2 separate regions of the Mus musculus genome follow, and region 2 is linked to region 1. The links are chromatin contacts, called in public promoter capture Hi-C maps. All regions are on one chromosome and are shown on one strand. Each heading gives the region's core, a stretch centred on a gene start, on an enhancer-like site or on the middle of the called end of the contact. The rest is flanking DNA. Distances are from core to core; before and after follow the strand shown. Region 1 holds the start of Nsun3 (NOL1/NOP2/Sun domain family member 3). Region 2 holds the start of Atp5j (ATP synthase, H+ transporting, mitochondrial F0 complex, subunit F).

What was found. Promoter capture Hi-C pulls out the DNA fragments that hold promoters and counts their contacts.
Region 2: a contact with region 1 is called in a promoter capture Hi-C map of pre-B cells. The contact joins the promoter of Atp5j here to the promoter of Nsun3 in region 1. A contact is called at or near these places in 1 of 39 promoter capture datasets (pre-B cells) and 1 of 484 Hi-C or Micro-C datasets (CD4 T cells).

The regions. Positions count from the first base shown.
Region 1 is chr16:62,783,596-62,790,982 of GRCm38.p6, reverse strand. Nsun3 (NOL1/NOP2/Sun domain family member 3) reads left to right here and starts at 4,267. Exons shown (of 6, transcript NM_178925.3): 1 at 4,267-4,312; 2 at 5,086-5,195. The coding sequence starts at 4,301.
Region 2 is chr16:84,831,031-84,838,417 of GRCm38.p6, reverse strand. Atp5j (ATP synthase, H+ transporting, mitochondrial F0 complex, subunit F) reads left to right here and starts at 3,396. Exons shown (of 4, transcript NM_001302214.1): 1 at 3,396-3,609; 2 at 6,911-7,089. The coding sequence starts at 6,926. Gabpa (GA repeat binding protein, alpha) reads right to left here and starts at 3,294. Exons shown (of 10, transcript NM_008065.2): 1 at 2,875-3,294.

The DNA of each region.
Region 1 (7,387 bases), core at 3,018-5,517:
AGTGTCAGACCCTCTATTACAATTTTGTAGTTCTAGTCGGATTAATTTGTGGAAATTGGCAAGCGCTTTTCACCCACTCAAAGCATGGAATGGAAAGTTGGAACTTTAATTATGATAAATTTCATTTGCCCTTTAATTTAAAACAGTCACACCTTTATGGCTTGTAAACCATTGCCTTATGTGTTACTGCCTGTGCTATGGCTCCCTAATGGGAATCAAAGCAACACTGTGCAGGCTGTACTCTCTATACTTGTGTCCATGCTGCTGTGTCTTTAGATGTTACCTTTGAAAGTTTATATATTCTCAGAGCTAGGCCAGCAGTCTGGATACAAGTGAGGCTGGCGACCATAGCAAGACTCTCCTGTGATGGTACTAATACAGAAGCTCGCTGGTAGAATATTAAGAATTCGAGAGATGGCTGGTGTACTGGCTAGTTTAGTGACAACTTGACACAGGCTGGAGTTATTACAGAAAAAAGAGCTTCAGTTGAGGAAATGTCTCCATGAGATCCAACTGTAAGGCATTTTCTCAATTAGTGATCAAGGGGGAAAGGCCCATGGTGGGTGGGACCATCTCTGGGCTGGTAATCTTGGTTCTATAAGAGAGCAGGCTAAGCAAGCCAGGGGAAGAAAGGTAGTAAAGAACATCCCTCCATAGCCTCTGCATCAGCTCCTGCTTCCTGACCTGCTTAAGTTCCAGTCCTGACTTCCTTGGTGATGAACAGCAATGTGGAAATGTAAGCTGAATAAACCCTTTCCTCCCCAACTTGCTTCTTGGTCATGATGTTTGTGCAGGAATAGAAACCCTGACTAAGACAGCTGGGTTGATAATTTCTGTGGTCCTGGGAATTATCACATCAACTGCTACTACGATGCAGCTCGAGTTGCTTTTCACACAGAAGTTCGAGCTGCTAATTTGTGAAAGATTGGCAGATGCATTCTCATGAACCTTGGACTCTACAGAATAGATAGACCAGGAAATAGCTGAGGTAGTAGCTGAATTGAAGCAAGCTCTGACGGTCTTTGGAGATCAGTTAGATTTATTGGGAGAAGAAATGAAATTAAAATATGATTGGAATGTTACTTTTTATTGTATTAGGCCTTTAAGATTCAACGAGAGCAAATATGATTGGAAAAAGGTTAAAATGTATTTGTTGGGTCATCCCAATTGTTCTCAGATGATTTATGTTTTACAGCAAGAAATTATAGAAACCTTTTCAGAGAAGATGCCTGATGTAACAGGGAATGACGTGAACGGGACAGGTCTTGCAGATGTTGTAGCTTCATTTATTCCCATGAATTATTTTAATAAGTTTCTTGTTCTTGTGATTTTTATAATTCTCTTTGTTGTGATAGCTTTACACATGTATGTATGTATGCTGATTTATTTACATAAAGCTGTTAGACAACTAGACAGACGAAAGGCCATATTTACAACTCCATAATATGCTACATTGTTATTCCTAACAAATCTGCTTAAAGAAAGAAAAGGGAGGTGATGTAGTGATATGGGCAGTAAAGCCTTTATGCTTGGATTTCAGAGAAATGTTTTAGCAGAGCCTTTGCAATGTTTAGATTAATCCGTGGAGGCTGTGAAATTGTTTGAGACTGTTTGAACCTTGAAGAAATGTCCCCCTGGAAAGTCTGTATTAGTTCCTGTGTGAGATCTTGCAGCTGTCTAAACCTTGGTCCTAAGACACTCAATGGAAAACTTGACATTCTTACCATGGGCTCACCATGGTCAAGATTTGTATGGGTTGTCTGTTCTAACTAACGAATAAAAGTAACTGGAGTGAGGTAGTCAGGTTCAGTCTTTTCCAAGAAGGCGGAACCCCTCTGTTCCTTCAGAAAATGTAAAGGTTTATCATCTTGGTAAGCTTCTCTCTATTGCAGCACCTGTGACCGACACCAACCATTACCAGTGTGTCCTTTGCAAAGGCTGTCAGTTTGCTGGAGTAGACCTCCCACTCACAGCATTATTTTTACCTTTTTAAAGGCAGTCCCAACAGGAGATACCGAGGAGTCAAACTTGTTAGAACATATTACATACATATATATGTACATATGTGATCTCCACATGATATATTTTATGTCCCCCTATAAAGGGAAGTTTAAGACAACTAAAACAATTAAAAAATGAGGTCATATTTATGTGTTCAAGCGCTGGATTGTCAGCTTAAATTTCTGTACAATGCCCAGAGACCCCCTACACTAAGAGGAGGCTCACCTGAACTGAAATAGCCTCATTGCCTGATTCCAGGCAACTCTGTGGGTTTTAGTTTTAGTTTTGTTTTTTAGGGGTTTTTTTTTTCCTTCTGCCATTTGTCCTAAGGAATGAAGATCTCTCACAGTACCAAACAGGTTTTCATATCCAGTGGGCCCTTAACATTTTGCCAACATAAACAAGAGTTGTAACATGACTTGTATAAGTATGAAAATTCATAATCATTGAAAGAAAAAAAATAGTGTGGGAGTAGTTCTTGGTACATTGTTTGCCTAGCATTCACAAGGCTGTGGGTTCAACCCCTGGCAACCCCATAAATTAGTCATGAAAGCATACCACAGATAACCCCAATACCTTTGAGGTGGAGGCAGTGGGATCAGTTTAGGTCATCCTTCCTTACATGGTGAGTTCAAGGCCACTCTGAACTACCTGAGATGCTATCTCAAAACAATATTAACAAAGAAACAATAAATTCTTATATTTGGGGTAGGTTGTTTCTTATACCATCAGTAGCTCAAAACAAGTTGCTAATAGATCTGACCTTTTGAAGTTTAACATCCTAATAGGAGTCTACCTCCTATTTTCTAGGTCTTCTTTCACTGCAAATATAAATCTAGTATATTTACTAGTAGGTGCATTTTATAGTGAACATAGAAAATGCACAAAATCTCTGAATATAACAGCTAAAGAGTAAATGAATTACTTTTTCTCAAATATAGAACAGGTGTGTATTCATGTAGTCATTTGCATACCAATTATTTTATTTTATACTGAATCAAAATTCTAACACACTATAGATTACTGAGGAACTTACAAAAAAATAACAAACAAACAAAAAATAAAACCAACTAAGCTTTAAATCACATTCGTGTAGAAGACATTTCCTTTGTATAGGATTTGGAGAGTCCAGCACCTACCTATCGCATATCCTATACTGATACTTTGAGCATCGAGTGCCATCTCAACGTGAAGATGCCTAGTTACTATAGGAGACCAAATCATCTCTGAGACATTTCTGGTTTGTTACCAGAGAACAAGGCAAATGCTAATGAGTGGTTATTCCTAACAATGTCAACACTGATGCTTGAAGTAGGCCAGGGCCTTGGTGAGTCCTTCCTGGTCCTTGGGAGTGTGGTCTTAGTGCTTGGTGAAAACAGGTATTATTCAAGTACCAATGATGTGACAGTTCTTATATCAAAGTCCAGCCACCTATAATAAATCAGCCTATTTAAAAAACAAAATTGAAACTGGAAAGCAGAAAAAGGCCGTTTATTCAAGGTGACCACATTGGGAAGAGGAACAAAGACATCCAGTGGAACCCCGTACCCAACCTCCGCCCGTGTCTTTGGCCATTGTCATCCGGGTTCAATCTCACCCTGTTAGAAGACGCTCTGACATTTTAGAGCTGTTGGAAAGCTCTTTCCAGAAGACAAGTTTCCCTATGGCTGTCCCCTCTTTCCTTCTCTCAGCCTGATACTTTGGGTCCATTCTTTCAGAGGCTGATAGATGGAGACCTGAGCATGTCTGGAAATATCTGCATCCCTGTCGAGCTGGCTACAGAGCATGCTAACGGCCAGCCCTCAGCACATGCCCGCAGTCTCAGTGGGGGCAGTCGGTACTTCCGGTGTAACATTTATCACTTCCCAGTTTGAAGATAGAGTGACTCGGGCAAATGTAAGGAGAGGCGCGATTTAATCTTTCTACCGCTTTTCTCATCGCGGGGTTCGGTTTTGTAAACCAGCAATGCCTGTGCATCTAAAACACTGATACAGGTCTTCTCTCGACCCCATGAACAGAGACAGGAAGGGTGACTCTGTAAACCAGCACCCACACTCCACCCTTCGCTCGGGGTTCGCACCCCAGCAGCTCCGGAGTCCCCAGAGAGCTTTGGCTCCGCCTCTTGCAGGACCTGAGTCTCCCGCGAGATTTTTGTCTACAATCTCGCGAGACCGGAAACAGGAACTGCGAGCCAGCCCATCTGTGACCTCCTCGCAGGACCCGGAAGTATGGCGTTTCTTCGTGTTACCCCGCGCGAACTCTAGCGGAGACCCGTAGTTGGCGAGCTCAGGCGGGGACCATGCTGACTCGGGTGAGGCTCTGGCGGTCGAGCGCCCCGGGCTGAAGCCACCGAGAGGCAGGGTGGACTGGGATGGGACCCGCACTGCCCACAGCCCGGAACCGTGCTGAGTGTGTTCCTGGTGCTGCTGCTGTCCCGCGGGCCGGCGACATTGTCACTGCGAGCTTTCTCAGCCCTGGGTGCACCCCGGTGATGAGGGGAGAGCCAGAAAGTTGGGGCGATGCTTATTTCCGTAAATAAACTTTGGAATACTTTTTTCTTTACAGTCTTACTTTAAAAGACAAACAACAACAACAAAACTTTTATGGCTTCTGAATTTTTTTTTTTTTTAGCATAGATTCACCTCTAACACTTGGTAATTACCACTTCGAGAAAAACCATGAAATAATTTTGTTACAAGTAAGGAGTTGATCCAACGGCAGGAACTGACATTTTAAAAATCAGGAAGCCCCACTCCTGACTAGCTATTATTGGCAGTAGCTGGCTTGAGGCCGGGAGAGAGTTGTCTTTGGGGTATGGCTCCACACCCCCATGTGCATAACGACAGCACTAATTGTTCCCGAGTGGATTTTTTAAAAGGACATGAAGTTGGAAGGGGAACACACAGTGGGAGTCTGGGTGGAGTTGGAGTGGTGTGGAGACGTGTTTATTAAAGTATGTTGTAGACAGGTATGGAAGTCTCCACGAATAAGTAGAGATATAAAGAAAATTTAATGTCACTGTCAACTTTCAATAAATATGTGATATCACAGTGTGTTGTCAGCACCTTTTTCTTATCATCATAGCTGAAAGCAAAATCAGAGGGGAAGCTTGCCAAACAGCTATGCAGAGTTGTGTTGGATCAGTTTGACAAACAGTATTCGAAAGAACTTGGGGATTCCTGGAGTACAGTAAGGTCAGTATGGTTCGTCTCTTGATATTTTGTGAGAGGAAAGGGAAGTATGTAGCAAATACCTCCTTGAGAGTGGCACAGTCCAGGAGGGAGGAGGTGACTGTACATTTTATGTGTGAAGGAATCACCTGGCATGTAGAAATGTGGGGCAGATAGTAATGCCCTCTCAAGCACTTGGCTTTTATCTGTAAAATGGGGAGGCACCACATTTTAAAACAACGCTGTAATAAAAATCCTAACTTGGAAGAAATTTAACTTAATGAAATTCAGGTAATACCAAGTCCTTAAAGTCAGTGTTCCTCTATCTTAGCTAAAGTCAGGCTTTATTTGGCAATTATTGTCACCATGCCATCTGTATGTGGAGCACATGTGCACATGGACAGACCAATCTAAATAAGCCTAGCATGCATGAACATGGCCAAGTGGCCATGGTGGAACTGGCGGGGAGGGAAGGCAGTTGGCATTCCCAGAGCGGGGACTAGACTGTAGGTTGTCCTCTGACCTCTGTGTTCAGCCGTACTCCATATCTCTGCAATAAACTCCATGACTTCTTTAAAAAAAGTGACAAATATGATTTGTGTTTTGATGAGTCTGAGCTGTTGATCGGAATGGTAGTGAATGGGGATTTGTATGGAATGCCTGATTGGTATATAAGATACCCCCTGGAATACAAAGAACAGTATAGTCCTCCTCTCTAGTTTACATGCAGTCTATTCATGGGAGAAGTCAATGGGAGGGGCACCGTACCATTCCAGAAACATGCATCAATAATAGGGCATTTGATTTATTTCAGTGTGTGGGTACCAGTGACAGCCACTGGTGACTTTGGAATTAACTTGACAAAAGGAACCAGACATTCAGGGCTGAGGGAAAGTTGCCAATCTGTTTTGCACAGCAGAGATGAAAAAGCGGTATGACTGGATAGTCTGAAAGTTAGCTCAGAAAGTAATGTCTCCGATGATTGTTTTATACCATCTCTTCTGAGATGAACTCAGTAGGTATGTCTTTTCAGAGAACAACTTTAAGCATAATTTGGAACAAAGAATAAAGATAAGCTGTGAAGTGGGTCAAAAATGATTTTAGGACATTAAGATATTTAGGAAACTTATAAAATGAAAAGGCAGCTGTTATTTCAACAATGCTACATTTTATGAGTTTTCTATCAAAATGTGAATAATAGTGTATATAATGAATTCCTAAGGATTTTAGTATGCGAAGGTATTCATTCATATAGACTATCTAAAGAACCACACACTTTGCATTTGTAGGTAGGTATTGTGTTCAAATAATACCTACTTAAGTACTTTATTTTTCTTCTGAGGCTATAGTGTAGAGTTAAAGTCATTTACCTAAATTCATTTAGCTGCTTAGTAGAGTTGGAGCTTTTGCCCAGTCTGCCTGAGTCCTGATTGATCTCCCACTATTGACAGCACTGTGCCTCATACGTAGGATATAATTAGCATACTTGGATGATTTAAAACAAAAGATTTGCAAGAAGTATTTTGTCTGAAGGCTTTTTAGTAACCTGGCTATTCATAACCTGCAATGACTTGATTTTCTACTTCGTATACCCAGAAAGACTTATAAATTACGATTTGACCCTGAACAAAATGAGCAGTGAACCTCAAAGCCATGTAATTAGCTGTGCCTTCTGCTCTATCTACCTTCTTGGTAGAATTTCATGGTAATTTAAGTTTTGCATAAACATGTACTAAATTTGCCATAGGCAAAATAAAAGCTTTCTTAGAAAGGCAGACCCTGGAAGGTGGCCTAGGGAAGTAAGGACGGAATTATACGTTTGTTTTATAACTGTTTGCAAACGTAATGCTACACTTCATTTAAGCACTTTTACTGTCAGCAGTCTCCTCCCTCCTCGTCTGGGAAAGAAAGAACTGCTCTTTCTCAGGTCTCTGTAGCAGTGGGGAGGTTTGCTTTCAAGTTCTATCACTGAGCTTTCTTTGTCCTTACATCCAGCTCGTCCCCTTCAGGGAAGTCTGTAGCAGAACTGTCATCTTACACTATGCAGTTCCTTTCCAGACCGAGGCCATTGTTTTCTGTTTTCGAGCCATTCCTCTTAGTTCTCCCCTTCAGTACACTTGAGTGCATGTTATTGTCTTCTAAACCCATGCTGCTTTCAGGATGGACTTGGGTTCTCTCCTCTGGAGGCATCACTGAGTCTCTTTCCTTACTCTACT
Region 2 (7,387 bases), core at 2,147-4,646, about 22 Mb before region 1:
GAAGCTGAGAGGGAAACCAGACTGAATCAGTTATCATGGTGAGGAGTTTGAGCTGTTCAGAACAGCTGAGTGAACCAGCCAGCCAGAGCTCAGAGAGAGCTAGAAAGGATGAGTTTATTCAGCAGTAAGTCTCAGAGGCTGAAAACATTCTAGGCCTAGATAAAGACTGTGCAGAGGCTAGAATCCTCCAAGGCTAGGCCTAGGTTAGTTAGCAGACAGAGGCAGTAACCCTCTGAGACAACAATTACCTCAGGAGAATTACATGTTGGCCTAGTCTAAATCAGTAAGTTAATTCAAGTCACTACAAAAGCAAATAAAAGCTACATCAACTGTATTAAAGCAACTTGGATTCAAACCTGAAGCTGAGCATGGGGATCGATTACAACTGCTTAGCTAGAAATCTGATTTGATTACATAATGATTAAAATTCAAGTTACAAAAGCTATCTACAATGCCTGAAAGTGACAAGGGACTAATAAGTGGAATAGATTAAATCTTCAATTAACTGATAGAAAAAAAAGGGGGGGGGGCGCTAAGACAAACTATCAACACTGGCAAAGCACAGCACAGAAAAAGGAAACTCCAACTAAAGTAAATTAAAACTTCGGGGTATTGGTAAAGCACCAATGGACATCATTCCAAAATGAAGTGTAAACGTAACTCTCCACACGGCATTGCATTGCCTAGGAAATGCAGTCGGCATTCGGGAAAGGTTGGCATATCCATCTATGTCTCATGAGGAAAGGACAGAAACCCAATCTGATTAGAAGTTAAAACCATGATGCTCTGCCGTGCCTGCAGATGGGAGCCTAGCATAGCTGTCGCCTGAGAGGCTTCATCCCAGCCGCTGATGGAAACAGATGCAGAGACGCACAGCCAAACATCAGCGGAGCTCAGGGAGTCTCATGGACGAGTTGGGGATGGGAATGAGGGAGTTGGAGGGGTTAAGGAAGACCTCCAGAGTCAACTAACCTGGAGCCATGGAAGATGAACCACCCACCAAAGCACAGGCAGGGGCTGGACCTAGGCCACCTACACATTTGCAGCAGATGTGCAACTTGGTCTTCACGTCGGTCCCTAACAACTGGAGTGGAGGCTTTCTCTGAGCCTGGCAATGGATCCCGTTCCCTTAACTGGACTACCAGTTGGGCCTCAGTGGAGAGGGCAGGCTTAGGCCTACTGTGACTGGATGTCCTAGGATGGATACTGAAGGGGGGCCTTCCCCTTCGAAGGAGTAATGGGGTGAGGGGGAGGACAGGGAGGGAGACAATTGGGATATAAAGTGAATGAATTCATTAATTTTTTAAAAAGTTAAAAACTGAGCCAGAAGGCAGTGGTCCATGCCTTTAATCCCACCACTTGGGAGGCAGTGGGAGGTGCATCAGCGTTCAAGGCCAGCCAAACACAGGAAAACCCTGTCTGAAATCCCCTCACTCCCCCAAAAAACCTCCTTCTGGGGAAGAGCATGAGAGTTCTCAAAACTACCATTCCTCTTTTCGGTCCTGTAGGTTTGTTGTACAGTTGCCAGAGACTCAGATGAATCCAGTACTTGGCCCCCCTGGGCTCCTCAACCTTACTACCGCACTCAGTACTTACTGAACTGACTCAGTCACGACTATGTATCCCCAAGTTACGCGTCTGTACTTGTAGCAAAGATAAAATGGACGTAAATCCAGTTGGCATCCAGGTAGTAATACAAATACAAAAGAAAGAAAAAAGAAGTGCTAAAAAAATGGCCAGTGTTTAGTGGCATGGGGTACCTAAGAATGTGAGGGGGATCTATATAAATGTTTTCCTCTTGCCAGCAGTCAGTCCTGTCATTAGCTCAATCTACCTGTTTTAAAAAAATTGAGGTGGGGAGGCCAAGAAAGGGGTCAACATTTGAAATGTAAATAAATAAAATAACCAATTAAAAAATGCACTTATTTTGCTAGGCAAGGTAGTGCACACCTTTAATGCCGGCGCTCAGAAAATAGAGGCAGATAGGCCTCTAAACTCTAGGCCGGTCTAATCTACATAGCAAGTTCAAGGTCAGCCAGGCTAGAAAGTGACACCCAACACAAACTTACACGTACCCAGACACCACTTATAAGGTGCGCATGCGCACTTGTGGAGGTCAGAGAGCAGACAGTTCTCTCCTCCTTCCATCTGGATTCCAGAGGCTGAACAGTCTGGCTCGGCAGCAAGTGCCTTTACCTGTCGAACCATCTCACTGGCCTACCTAAGGATTTAGTTTCAAATGACTGTTTGTCATCGTGAAACGATGCGCTGGCACCATTCTCTATGCTGTGGACCCTAAGGGTGGAATCCCCTAAACTCCATCGTTGTGTTCACTGCACTACACCAACCCCCAAAAAAGGTCGGGGGGAGGAGTGGGGGAAGTTGGCAAGGTACAGTAACTTTCACTGACATCTTCGGGAAAGACGCAGAAAGTCATCCTATGCATTAGAACGATTGCACCGATGCGACTCTAGGACAGTTCCAGAAGGGCAATCGGTACTGCTAGTGCGGGGATGGCTGACTCGGGTGACAGACAGGTCTGGCATCTTCCCGAGAGACCCGGGAGCGCCCGGGGCTGTGCGCTCGGCCAGCGCGCCGAGCCTGGACCGCGCCCGTGCGACGGGCGACTCCGCCGCGTCCCGCAACGCGGCCCGGGCCACGCCGCTCCCCGCGCCCCTCCCCTCGGCTTCCCGCACAGCCTCTCCCGCCCCTCCCCACCAGGCTCCCTCAAGTCTCCACGAACGGAAATGGGAGTCGCAGCGCCGGGGACCCAGCGGAAACAAAACACAGAGGCGGCCGCGGGGGGGGACAAGCCCCGGAACCAGGCCGCCCGCGCGGGCCCGCGCTCCCCGCCAGCCCGCGTCCGCAACTCACCAGCTCCGGAATTCGTCCCGTGGCCCTAGCCCGCGCTTCCACAGCCGGCTGGGAACGGCGGCGGCGCGGGCTCCAGGTACAGCGCCTCTCCGGGCGAGCCGCGCCGCTCCCGCGAGTAGCAGGGTAAGGTCCCGGGGCCCTTCCCGTGGAATCGGCGCTAAGGAACCCCAGCCCCTCTCCCGCCTCCCAGGCACCCCCGGGCCTGGAACTACAACTCCCAGCAGGCTGCGCGGCCCGAAACGCCCGCGACGACGGGGCTCACGAGGCACAAACGCCCCCCAGCCGCTTTGGTTTTTTGTTTTGTTTTGGTTTTGGTTTTTACGCGCTCCTTTGTACCCCCACCCTACATCCACCTCCCCAACCCCAAGGATCGGGACGCTGACTCCGAAGGGAGCTTGAACTAGGGGACAGGCCAGAATACGCATGCGTACAGTGCAGTGTCTCCAAGAGGGAAAAGGGGGTGAAGTTAAAGTGTAGGAAAGATGGCGGAGTCTTAGCTGAGGGACCCGGAAGCACTTACCCTCCACTTCCTCCTCCTGTTTGGCTTCTGTCTCACCTAGAGGCGTCCGGTCGCAGACTCCCTTCGAGGCGCTTCCTGTCCGGTGAGCGTCGAACGACTGAAGCCGCGGCCCATAGTGCCTTGCGATGGCGGGTAGGCGTGTGTAGGCGGAGCCAGGGCCGGAAGTAGAACGGTGGCGGCGGCGGTGACTCTGGCAGCTCGGGACTCAGTGCAAGGTGACTGGGAGGGTAACTGGGCTAGCTCGGCCTCCTGGGACTGAGCTTCTGGGTTTCTTCACGAGGAGAGAGGGCTGCCCGTCACCTTTGCCCTGGGAGTAGAGCGCAGCCCCGTGTCCTTGGCACCGTCCTGGCCTGGCCTGGGGTCACAGGTGACCTCGGCCCTGCTGGGTATTCAGATTTGCCTTACGCTCACTAAATAAGACCGTGAATGCTCTCCTGGGAGCAGAGCGGGCCGACTCGAAAAGCAGAAAAGACGGGGTGGTGAGCCTGCAGCCCGCCTGGGGCAGCCCAAGGTCACGGCGCGCCACAGGCTTGTGAATAATGCAGGCGGCGATCGAGCCTCCTAAGACAGGAAAGGGCGATGGTGATATCCTAAAAGTTTTATATCCAATCTAGAAGTCATGCTTTGTCGATTGACTTTATGATTAGATACTCACGAGCAGCAAAGGGACTAGCCTTCGGCTAGGCTGGTCAGTCAACCGCTATAAATAGGAGAGCCGTGCGCCTTCCCAAAGCTACACCTCTGGGTTTGAACTTTGATTACCCCACCCCCACCCCCACCATGCTTTCCCCAATATTGTTACTATCAGACCTCTAACAAGCAGCAAGCTAGTGCAGGATATTAATTCAGTACGGAATTTGTCCCAAATGGTGTTCTACACTTAGGATGCCATTTGTCTTCCGTGTGATCATGAACAGATCGCATTCTCTATTTAATCTGAAAAAGTGAAAGGCAGTGAAGGAGAAACAACAAGTAGTTTTGGTAAGAGAGAATGTGGTCACTGTTAGAACGATTGAGTAGGACTTAGGAGGTGAGTATACATGTATGTTTGGGGTTCAGAGAGTACGCTAAATTAGACGTGGGGATTGGAAATCATTGTTTGGGATGGTGCGTTATTGAAAGTGAAAATGTATTTTCCCTGTCTTGTAGAAGAAATGACCGTCTTGGCAGTTAGATTGGGAGCAGGTTGACTGTGGAATGTTAGGTAAACAACCTTCTTTAGACATATTTTTTTTAATCACCTATAAGCAAGACTGAAAGAAGCACCTTCCCCTAACACTTAGAGAGTATTTCCTAAGTGGACAATATGGAAGTATTTTACAGTATTTTTAGGGCTAAAGAATTCTTGATACCTTACTAATTATGTCTTAAGTGTGTTCCTAGATTTCCAGGATGAATCAAGTGTGGTGTTCTTATTATAAAGTCTTGTCTACTTGCCTGTAGCTCTTTCGCCTGTATAATTCTCTGGTAGAGTATGAATGGCATTGATTTCCTCAAATGTTTTATTTTTATCGGGATCGGTGAATGAAAACTCGTGCTTATTTGATTTTTTTTTCAGCAGTACTAAATGTTATACCAGGTTTGTTGAAGTTGGTACTATTGACACTTTAGATAACTCTTCAAAATGAGAATAGGGAAGATTGCTATCTTTCATGTTGTAGGGAGTATAGCAGTGTGCCCGAACTTTACCCACTATAGGCCACCTTCATTCAACTTATTCAGGACAGCCAAAATTATCTTCAGACAGGAATTGTGCCCTTGTAGCGAAAATTATACACTCTCTCCCTTCACATATGTTTAATAACCATTATGCCAATCAGCTGCCATATAGTTAACGATTCTTGAACTATTAGTGGTACCACTCAAAACCCTCTGTGCATTTCTGTCAGTCCATCCATCCATCTGTCCATCCATCCATCTATCCATCTATGTATCTATGTGTGCATATGTATGTGGACACTTCTGCCTGTGTTTCTCCAATGGCCAGGATCAGCCTCCGCTGTTTATCTTCAGGTTGTGCACATTGCTTTTTGAGACATAATCGGTCCGTATCCAGGATCTTGCCAAAAAGACCAGGTTGCCAAGTGAGCTCCAGAAGGTTGGCCTTTGCCTGCCTCCCCAGTGCCAGCCTCATAAGCTTGATGCCAGTCCTGGCTTTAAAATCAAAACGGAACAAAACAACACTACCCCTCCACCACCATTTTTGTAATTGGTGATGTTACTAAATTCAAGAGAAATAACTGTCAAATTAACGTAAAGATTTTTAAATTCTTGTCCATACTTTCTCTATAATGTGAAGTAGTAGCCGTATGCTCACTACCATGGTTCTCTCTCATCTAGTAGAAGTAAGGCGTCGGCAGCAGATAGCTAGCTGGTGGGAGCCTGGGAAGCATGGTGGCAGGATTTCCTCAGGGGTTGTGTGGCCTTTATCACGGCCCTCCTGAGAAGCTTTGCCTGTAAGACCCCGTAAGCACTGTAGCACAGCGGATATCATAGAAGTGCGGTGGGAGAGGGTCGTCTTATTTCCAGGGTACACTTACTGTCTCATGAAATGGTCCGAAGCTGTTCATTGCACTATGGCTCTCCTGTTGATAGCTCACTAGAGTTTGGGGAACCCTTCCATTTTATAAGCTAAGTCTAGATGGGAAGACATTTTTTCATCTAAGTTTCAGCCTCTCTCTCTCTTCCTTTTGGACCTCCTGCTTGGATATATTTTTTTGTAATTTGGAATACATTTGATTTTGATCTTTAAATTCCTATTTTACTCAGATCTCAACAAGAATTATCCTCTCCTTTAGTGTATCTATCACTGCTTTGAGCTAGAAAATCATTTGGTTTAGCTTCAAGGGTCTGACGAGGAGAGAGGCTTTAAGCTTGGTGTTTAAACTATTGACCTAGATCCTCAGTAAACTCGGATGAGCTTGTATCATCTAATCTTTTTGTTACTGCAGGGCTCACTTGGCCTTGACGTTGTTTTTCTTTGCTGTTTCTTTTGGAAGTTGATTGGTTCCAGTGTGAAGTGGCTGGGATCATGCGTTGTTAGCAGGCAAAGCTGTTTTCCTTCCTATGAGCCTGTGAAGTGGAAACTTCCAGCCTCTTACTCCTGGCTAAGACAGCTGTCTTGACTCTCTCTGTCCCTTCAAGAGGTCATGGAAGCTGGCACAGTAGAGGCAGTTTGTCTTTTCCTGCTGGTGACAAGCAGTGCTCTTAAACAGCCTCACCTCACTCTTTCCTCAGACCCGAGACTAAGATCATGGGAAAAAGAACGGCACTGCCCCAAGTCAGGAGTTTTCTCTTGCCGTTTAGCTCTAACAGAACTCTCAGCTACTCCTAGGTCCCAGGGCCTCTTGGTAAGAAGGAAAGGCCTTATTGTGCAAGGGTAACATGACTGGCCAGACATAGCTTGCGTTCCGATGTAATTTAGTGCTGTAACCTGATTCATAGAATTGGGTTCTCAGCACATGATGGATTTCAGGTGTTGTATGAAAAGCACATTAACTTTTAATGCTTCTCTAGTACAGAGACTCAGCCATGGTTCTGCAGAGGATCTTCAGGCTCTCCTCTGTCCTTCGGTCAGCAGTCTCTGTGCATTTGAAGAGGAACATTGGTGTTACAGCTGTGGCCTTTAATAAGGAACTTGATCCTGTACAGAAACTCTTCGTGGACAAGATAAGAGAGTACAAATCAAAGCGACAGTAAGTGGGTAGATGGCGAAGCCCATTTTGAATATAAATGTTCAGAGCATGTAAACTTCAGGATGTAAGTCCTAACTGTGTTTTCTTTATAAGGGCTCCAGGAGTCAATTCCAGTAAGTCTGTTGTCATTAAAGTAGAGGCACAATTACGTCACTACAATGAAATAAGTCACAGAACTATGCAGGATCTTGAAGTCATTTAACAACTATTTAGGAAAATTAAGTACCTTAGACACTGATTACTTTAAGAATGATTGGGCAAGGCATACAATCAGGATTTCACCTGGTTTTCAGCCCTT